Regions from separate parts of the Danio rerio genome. Here region 2 is linked to region 1. Evidence: chromatin contacts called from public HiCAR-type data. All regions are on one chromosome and are shown on one strand. The core of a region is the stretch at or near the end of the contact, and the rest is flanking DNA. Distances in the headings are between cores, read along the strand shown. Region 1 holds the start of stau2 (staufen double-stranded RNA binding protein 2). Region 2 holds the start of si:ch211-171b20.3.

Evidence for each region. HiCAR-type assays count read pairs that join an accessible place to other places.
Region 2: a contact with region 1 is called in a HiCAR-type map of caudal fin, with 6 times the contacts expected there. The contact joins the promoter of si:ch211-171b20.3 here to the promoter of stau2 in region 1. A contact is called at or near these places in 8 of 18 Hi-C or Micro-C datasets (caudal fin, embryo, fibroblasts and 3 more) and 3 of 4 datasets of contacts at active chromatin or transcription factors (caudal fin, embryo and gastrula embryo).

Annotation. Positions count from the first base shown.
Region 1 is chr24:14,479,553-14,483,924 of GRCz12tu, forward strand. stau2 (staufen double-stranded RNA binding protein 2) reads left to right here and starts at 2,920. Exons shown (of 15, transcript NM_200925.2): 1 at 2,920-3,003. ube2wb (ubiquitin conjugating enzyme E2 Wb) reads left to right here. Exons shown (of 6, transcript NM_001045293.2): 6 at 1-385.
Region 2 is chr24:14,739,791-14,744,068 of GRCz12tu, forward strand. si:ch211-171b20.3 reads left to right here and starts at 2,593. Exons shown (of 8, transcript XR_012399348.1): 1 at 2,593-3,341; 2 at 3,516-3,561.

The DNA of each region.
Region 1 (4,372 bases), core at 1,670-4,169:
AAGTATTCAGTGTAGATTTGCAGTGCTTGGTAAACCAGTATATTGAATGTTGGCAAGAAAGTTCTGTCTTGTGTTCTATCTTATTTGTATAAAATCTTTTTTACGAGATTGAGTTTGCTCAAATATCTTTTAAATATTCCAATTTTCTTTTCTTTCCATGTTTTTACTTTATCGAAAGTAACCAATAAGATTTGAAAAATGGCAGTATGTTTGGGATTGTACATCTTATTTAATTCGAGGTTCCTGTTTTATTCTTTGTAACCTCAAATGTAACCTTTTTGGAAGTCATTGCAATTTTTGTATATTCTCAAGGTGTTGATTATCCTGGTCATACTTGTCTGGCTCAGGTATTTTTATTTTGTTTTTTAAGGATGAAAAAAAAAAACTGAAATATTTTCCATTTGACTATATTTTCTCCTCAAGGACTGTTACATAGTTTAGGAAACGAATGGAACAAATCGATTTATGTAACTTTAAAAGTAAAAATTATTAGCATGGACTACATGTAGATATAGGCAAATTATGATATTGCACAGCACATACACAGTTATTTCAAATTAAATTATATAATTTAGTTTTCCTGAAAATTTGTTGCTAGGGTCAATGATTATGAGGTTTGGCTTTTATGTTATCTGGGATTAAATAAGAAAGAAAGAAAAAAACAAAAAAACAAAGTAGTACCCAACTATATGTATATGTTTGACAAACAAATTCTGACCAGAAATGAGAAATTTTACACTGTTTATGAACTTCTCACACTCCAAAGATGTATTTTTTAGCCATCTCTTCAGAAATACTTGAATATTCCACAGCTGGTTGGCTTGTCATCTTTTTTTTTATTTTTTTTTTCCATTGTCTGTGGCACAGTGTATTTAGACCTCCTAGTGAATGTGTTGGTGTAGAACACATGGAGATGGCCATGACTCTTCCCTCTGCACACATTATCAGGATATTTTATTTGATCAATTGTTCTTGCTACTAAACGAAAATGTGTGGAAATGAAACCACGGCTAAACTTGAATGTGTGATTGATGGCAGAGAATTGTGCGTCATCATTTAAAAGGAAGTCAATTAATGTACACGCTTAAGGTTAAGTATACACTTGGGTATATATATATAATAAATCTTTTTTTTTTGTTATAATGAAGGGTTCTATTTAAATTTTGGTTTGCAAGATGTAAGAAGTAATAAGAGATTTTTTTTCTTTCATTGAGTTTTTTGGTATGTATACAAATTATGTAACTTGTGCCTGTTAATTTTAAGAATAAAAATACAGGTTTTGAGTGTGTCTTAATCATTTACACATTACTTAGTCATGGTTACACTTGAATAATATATCAAAGGAACTCTACACTTTTTAAATTTTGCAATAGGCTTATTTTACAGCTTCCATAGAGTTAAACAGTCAAGTTTTATCTTTTTTTTTAAAATCCATTCAGCTGCTCTGTATCTCACTCACTTTTAGCTTAGCTTAGCTTAGCATAAATCATTGAATTGGATTAGACCGTTAGCATCTTGATAATAAAGATTTAAAAAATCTTATTTAACGGTTTGTAACACTTTGTTTTGATGATCCATTTGAGTATTAGTAGACTGTCTGCTTAATATATGTTGATACTGCTCCTTCAACAGACATTTAACTGACTATAAGAAACTTTGCAAGTATTTCTCCGAAAGAAATTAAGCCTATTCCTAGACTATAAACCACCCTTTAAATCAGATTTAAAGAAATCTGCTTTCTCTGTTATGGTTTCTAGTCCAGATTTTAATTGATTTCCTGAAGGAAGAATTCTATTAATAGAGGTACTTCAGTACTAAATTAAGGCTTAAATTAAAGGATGTTTAAATTTAACATAAGATAAATTTTTTTCATGCAATTTTTTTTTTAATGTAATATATTTTCTTTCAGCTTTATTTTAAGCACACACACACACACACAAATAATTTTCATATTTTATGTGTTTAAGGCAAGGCACTGAAGCTGTTAATTTTTGTCTTAGTTTATTTTTTAGATTGTTAAAAAATACATACAAAAAACCCTTAGATCACTGTATTGATTTGTGTCTGTTTACTTTAATTGCTTGCCTGTTTCACCAATTAATTTATTTTCTCCTCAAATGAGCCATTAATCTACACTCTAGCAGCACTTATATACAAAAAACTTAATGGTTTTATTATTATTTTTTATTGTAAATGTTTTTACCGAGATATGTGTTCACCTTTATTTTGCCATGCACAGTATTTTGTTACAAAAATGGGAACATATACATTTGTCTGGCTGTTTGCAGTGTTTTCTTCTGTGGGGAGAAAACAGTTTTCACCTGTGGGGTCTTGCCCTTATTAATAAGCTTTGATTTTATAATTATTGCTAATTGTACTAAATGATAACTGATCTTATCAGTTGTCAATGCATCATTTTTATATATGTTTTATTTTAACATTTGTTAATTAATGATTATTATAATAATTCAGATTATTTCATTAATAAATTAAATAATAAACAATAATTATAAAATTATTAATTTAAAATTATAATATCTATCTATCTATCTATCTATCTATCTATCTATCTATCTATCTATCTATCTATCTATCTATCTATCTATCTATCTATCTATCTATCTATCTATCTATCTATCTATCTATCTATCTATCTATAAACATTTAAACCTTTCCAAAATGTAGTGTGTGGTATTTAAAAGGTACAGAGCTTGAATTCATCCCTACTCAGTGTCAGGAAGCCGGACTGTACCATCCCTGCGACGAAGGAGGGGTGCACTCTTTTCGATCTCCTCAAAGAAGTAAGTACAAAACGGACAAATACAGTGGTAAATGTCAGCACAACACCCATTCAATTCTCCAAGCACAGCTCTGCTATCGTCCAAGTGGCTCATATTTGCAAAAACACATCTTGTTCATATGTTGGTTTGCTCCTGGTACCATCAGTTCTCTTTAGTGTTTGCCAATGTTGGAGGTGTAACTGGGGTCTGGCCCTGGACGAAGGTAAACTATTATTTTTAAACGCGTCGTTGTTTGAAGGGCAGATTGATTTCGAATTGCTCTCGAAAATGCGCTCTGTCGTCCGGTTGTTTGGTGTCAGCGGTGGCTGTTTGCATCGATGAGATGTGAGGGGTATTTAGTCGTTCAGCCATGATGTCTGCACATTCCCAGCTGAGTTCAGACCGGTGGCCTGTGCTGGAAAACAAGGCTATGTGCTCAAAAGACGCATTCTGCTTTGATACCAAGTTTGTGTTCTTGTTTTAGGGATTGCAACATATCACAGCGTCGTGTCTTGTTGTTAATCATAACAGACACCATCAGTGAGTGCAGAGTGACCTCACTTTTGAGAGTCAGGTTATAAAAAAAAAAGCTGTCGTCTGATCCTTTGCACTAATAATGGCCAGGATGGATCCTAGCGGTCAAATGTCACTCCAATGCTTCTATCATTATACTGTATAATGTATTTATTCACTTCATTTCGGTTTGTTTAAATGTGTGTATCATGTATATATGTATGTGTATATGTATATATGTGGACCTTGGACCACAAACCTTGGGGGTCTTTTGGGGGGAAAATTGAGATTTAAGCATCATCTGGATGCTTAAGCTTGACATTGATGCATGGTTTGTTAGAACAGAATAACATTTAAATGAATACTATTGAAAATATTAAATGTTGATGGTTAAAATATCAAAATATTGCGTAAATTGCCCTTTAAAGTGTACAAATTAACTTTTTGCCAATGGATATTTAAAATCAGATATTAGGTTTTGATTGAACATCATCTTTACTTACTATTCTAGTGATTTTTCTAATGATTTTTCTATAAAATAATTTTATGGCTCCTACAATGCATTTTTCTCAAATCGACTAATGTAACTTAAGACTTTAATACAAACTTAAGTTTTTTGTGCTCCAGTGGCATATAAAATGTAGTGAGAAGATGTCTGAGACATTTATGGAAAATTCTGACAATTTTAACAAGGTGAATTCCATGTTAGGATGTGTTAGTAAATGGGTTTTCCTTGCTGTAGTCTACAGTAAATTGGCATGAATATGGGAATTTTTATTCAATGTTTCTAAAAATGTTTGCCAGTATTAACAAACAAATAGAAAAGTCTTTGGATTTATCTGTCAAATTCTGTGTTGTTTTGCTTGTCACATTATGCAGATTGACTAACAGTTAAGTGAAGAAATTGAGTTAATTATGTACAAATCAAATCATTCTAGATGCTTGTTAGCTAAGGATGAAAAGTAAATTGCTTTTAAATACAGTACTTGATTGTTTTGCATGTACATTTATAGGCTAGTTTTTATTATTATTTTTAATTAATTACTTTTTGCTTTGAATTTTTGTTATTTTGTGTTGTG
Region 2 (4,278 bases), core at 1,343-3,842, 260 kb after region 1:
TTAGGAGAAAACAGTCACTGTTGGCTGGGTTCTTTAAGAATGGATCTGGGCTTTTAAAGACATCCTTCAGAATACTTGCCTGATAGCTCAGTAATAAACTGCACTGTCTTCACTGCCCTCTGCAGTTCATTCTGTTCAGACAGATTTTCCGGCAGTTAGTATTGCTTTCAGTGGCACATTTGTAGAGCTTTGCCTAAATCAGTAGTTCTTCTGTAGTCAATGCAATTTATAAGCTACAGTACAGACGGAAAACAGTTTTAACTGTCTCCTTAGCAGATCAATAGATGTGAATGGGTGTGTAATCACTGGGGTCTTGTTAACGTTCGAGAAGAATTTATTGTCTTGGTAATTGGCACCTGGCTGCTAATGTTCATGTCCAACCTCCCTACAGAAAAACATTTAATTCACAATCCACATTCTCTATTGCAGATCAAATGAACGTGCTGCTGTGTTGTAAACACTGATTCCTCTGACAGTCTAAAGCAGAATCACTGTGCTACTAATATGGGAAAGGCTGTTTGGGCACTATAACCTTATTGTGACATTAATAAATGATGCCCTGAACAGCCCATTGTTTGTTGAACTTTTTATTTCAGTTACCAATCAATGAACTAAAACTTAGTTATTATTAGTGACTAAAGAATTTTTTTTTCCATAATAAAATATGGATTTTGAACAGCTATTATGTAAAAAATGCAAGTAGGCTAGTTTATTTACATTTTATTGTAGAAGAATCCTTGTTACCTTACAATTTTAAGCTGAATCAAATTGACCGTATGATTCCATTAAACTTACATTATGATAAACTGACTCAAAACAGCTTGTGTAACTTATAAAATGAAGTTAAAACATGATTAGTTTATTAAGTTACAACGAACTAAAACATTTGCTGTCACGACTAATTGATCATGTTATCTTTTACAGTGTATGCTCAAAAGTATTTTGCTGTTTGTTCAAACTACTTATGTAAAATGAGCTTAAACAACAAAATTCTTGATATTTTTTGAGGACAATGTAATTATTGTTTAATACACTTACATTTGTTAAGTTAACCTGAATGAAGGTAACATGGAGGCTCAGTGGTCAGCACATTCACCTCACACCATGTCACTGGTTCGATTCCTGGCTGGGTCAGTTGGCATTTCTGTGTGAAGTTTGCATGTTCTCTCCGTGTTCACATGGGTTTCCTCCGGGTGCTCCAGTTTCTCCCACAGTCCAAAGACATGTGCTGGTGAATTGGATAAGCTGAATTGGCTGTAGTGTATTTGTGTGAATGAGTGTGTATGTGTGTATCCCAATACTGGTTTGCAGCTGGAAGGCCATCCACTGTGTAAAACATATGCTGGACAAGTTGGTGGTTTATTTCGTTGTGGTGAGCCTTGATGAATAAAGGGACTAAGCCTAAGGAAAATTAATGAATGAACAACCTGAATGAATTGTGTGGAACCCTGAATTTTTTTTCATAGTGTGTGTTTTTGTATGTAGGCTACATCTTAATTTTAACTAATGGAATTTAGTCATATTACAGGCTTAGTTTTTTTATTTGCTCATGATTAGGGGCGGATTTAGTTAATAATCAAGGTAAACGGGAGCTTAGAGCACCAGGACATCTAGGGTCCCCAATAAATATAAAAAAAGTATAAACTATACCTAAACTATATTGTTTTCCATCATATTTTGTATAGTGAGAGTCAAACAAATGCAATTTTTGTATCATTAAATATTTTTTTATATACGATAGAACATCATATTGTGCTGCACGGTGGTGCAGTGGGTAGCACATTCACCTCACAGCAAGAAGATCGCTGGTTCGAGCCTCAGCTGGGTCAGTTGGCATTTCTTTTTTGGAGTTTGTAAGTTCTCTTCTCCCATGTTTGCGTGATTTTCTCCAGGTACTCTGGTTTCCCCCACAAGTCCAAAGACATGCGGTATAGGTGAATTGGATATGCTTAATTGTCCGCAATGTATGTGTGTGAATGATTGTGTATGGATGTTTTTCAATGATGGGTTGCAGCTGGAAGGGCATCTGTTATGGCAACCCCATATTAATAAAGGGAATAAGCCGAAAAGTAAATGAATGAATGAATGAATGAATAAAAACATCATATTAGGATGATAATGTAATATTATGTAATTATAATATTATAAAATATCTACTACCCCCAATCATGAAGCAGTCTAGCAGTCAAATTTATTAAAAAAGTAGCCCTATATATATTTATTGTTTTTAGTTGTAAATTCATTTTAAGGAAACTAATGATTTAAAATGTATAAAAAAGATTGAGTTACAATAAAAACAGCAAAATAAATAAAAATTAGATTAAAAGTAGAAAAAGTGCATTTTAGGACTAAATTATCTTGGGAGAAAATGCCTTTACAACGTCGCCACCTGTTGGACTAGAACTATAATTACACTCTCCGTCTTGTAAAGGGAAAGGGGTCCATACATAGTAAATGTTAAGTGACGATGGGGCTGTTTGATCAATTATTTTCAACAAAGGTTTTTATTTGATTTTATTTACTTTTCGTTCTGACCTGTTTTTGTTTATTATCATTACTATTATCTGGTAATGCAAACTGAAATTTATTATTATTATTATTATTATTATTATTATTGTTGTTAAATAATAGCTACAATGCATAATGTACAATATTCTAAAAGTCTGATAGCACAGTCTGATACAGTCCATATTCTGAAAGAACTTAGCCCATTACAAAGTGTACAATGATTCTTCACGTTACGACCGATGCTTAGAACAGTAACTTGTGATTAATAGAAACGAACCGACTCAAACTAACGACTCCATCACAGGTGTTGTTGTTTAACAATTAGAGCTTGTTAAATTTGAAAAATTAAATAAGGTAAATAAATTCAGCATATCGTGCATGTTTAATTCATTTTAAGCCAACAAACCGCGTATGGTTTGAATAACGTTACGTTAATTCATTTTTTAGTCAAACTGAATATAATTAACTTTTATCGCATCGCGTTTGTCACGTGGTTGTTGTAGTAGTGGTAGTCATGGAAACGTCGACGCCAAGCACTATCAGCTTCCATTATTTACTCTTTTATTTAGCCTTAGCTGAAATGGACCAATTGGCTAGTCTTAACCTATTTAAACGGTATAAAATGACATAGTTTGTTTGTCATCTGAAAGTGAAGATGAAGCCTTATGCCAGCGTCGTTAGACCCAAACTGATGTCACTGCCAATTGAAGCTTCTCTGATGATCCAGGACATTACAGACGCGCGACCCAGTTCAACCTTCAGTCCTCCGGTGTCTGGATATTTCTCCACCGCTGACTCCAGGCTGAACGTTTTCTCTGGGAGACCAACGCACAGTGAGTGATTATTTTACAGTCAACACCATGCAGATAACATTTCGGTTTTAATATGAAACGTATTAAAATAAAACAATGAAAATAAAAATAAAGTATACTGCAGTTGAAAAAGCTATATGATTTAGACTTTATATGATGTTGATTGACATGTTTATGTTTAATGTGAAATTGTAGATTCCAGGGATCTAAAGTTTCACACTGTCAGCTCTGTAAAGGATGGGTGAGTGTAATACCATATAATTAATACATCTGTCATTCATACTGCAACCTATACTGCAAGTGAATTTAAATGCAGGGTTGGGGAGATGGCTGTGTGAAGTTATTTTGTTGCAGATTACAAAACATATCCTTTAAAAAGCATTTGTAACATTTAACATTATGTTAAAAAAGTAAATATTGCAGCATGACAAGTAGACACACAGTTGAAGTCAGAATTATTAACCCCTTTTGAATTTTCTTTTCTTTTCTTTTTATATTTCCCAAATGATGTTTACCAGTAAAAGTAAATGTTCACAGTATGTGTGCTATACTATTTTGTTTTCTTCTGGAGAAAGTCTGGTTTGTTTTATTTTGACTAGAATAAAAGCAAATTTAATCTTTTAAAAACCCTTTTAAGGTCAAAATTATTAGCCCTTTTAAGCTATATTTTTTGATAGTCTACAGAACAAACCATTATTATACAATAACTTGCCTAACCGAACTTGCCAAATTAACATAATTAACCTAGTTAAAGCCTTTAAATGTAACTTTGAGCTTAAAAAGAAGTGTCTTGAAAAATATCTAAAGAAATCTAATTTATTTTCATCATGGCAAAGATAAAATAAATCAGTTTTTAAAAAGTAGTTATTAAAATGTTATGTTTAAGAATGTGTTGAAAAAAAAATCTATTTTTTTTAACAGAAATTGGGGGAAAAAATAAACAGGGGGGCTAATAATT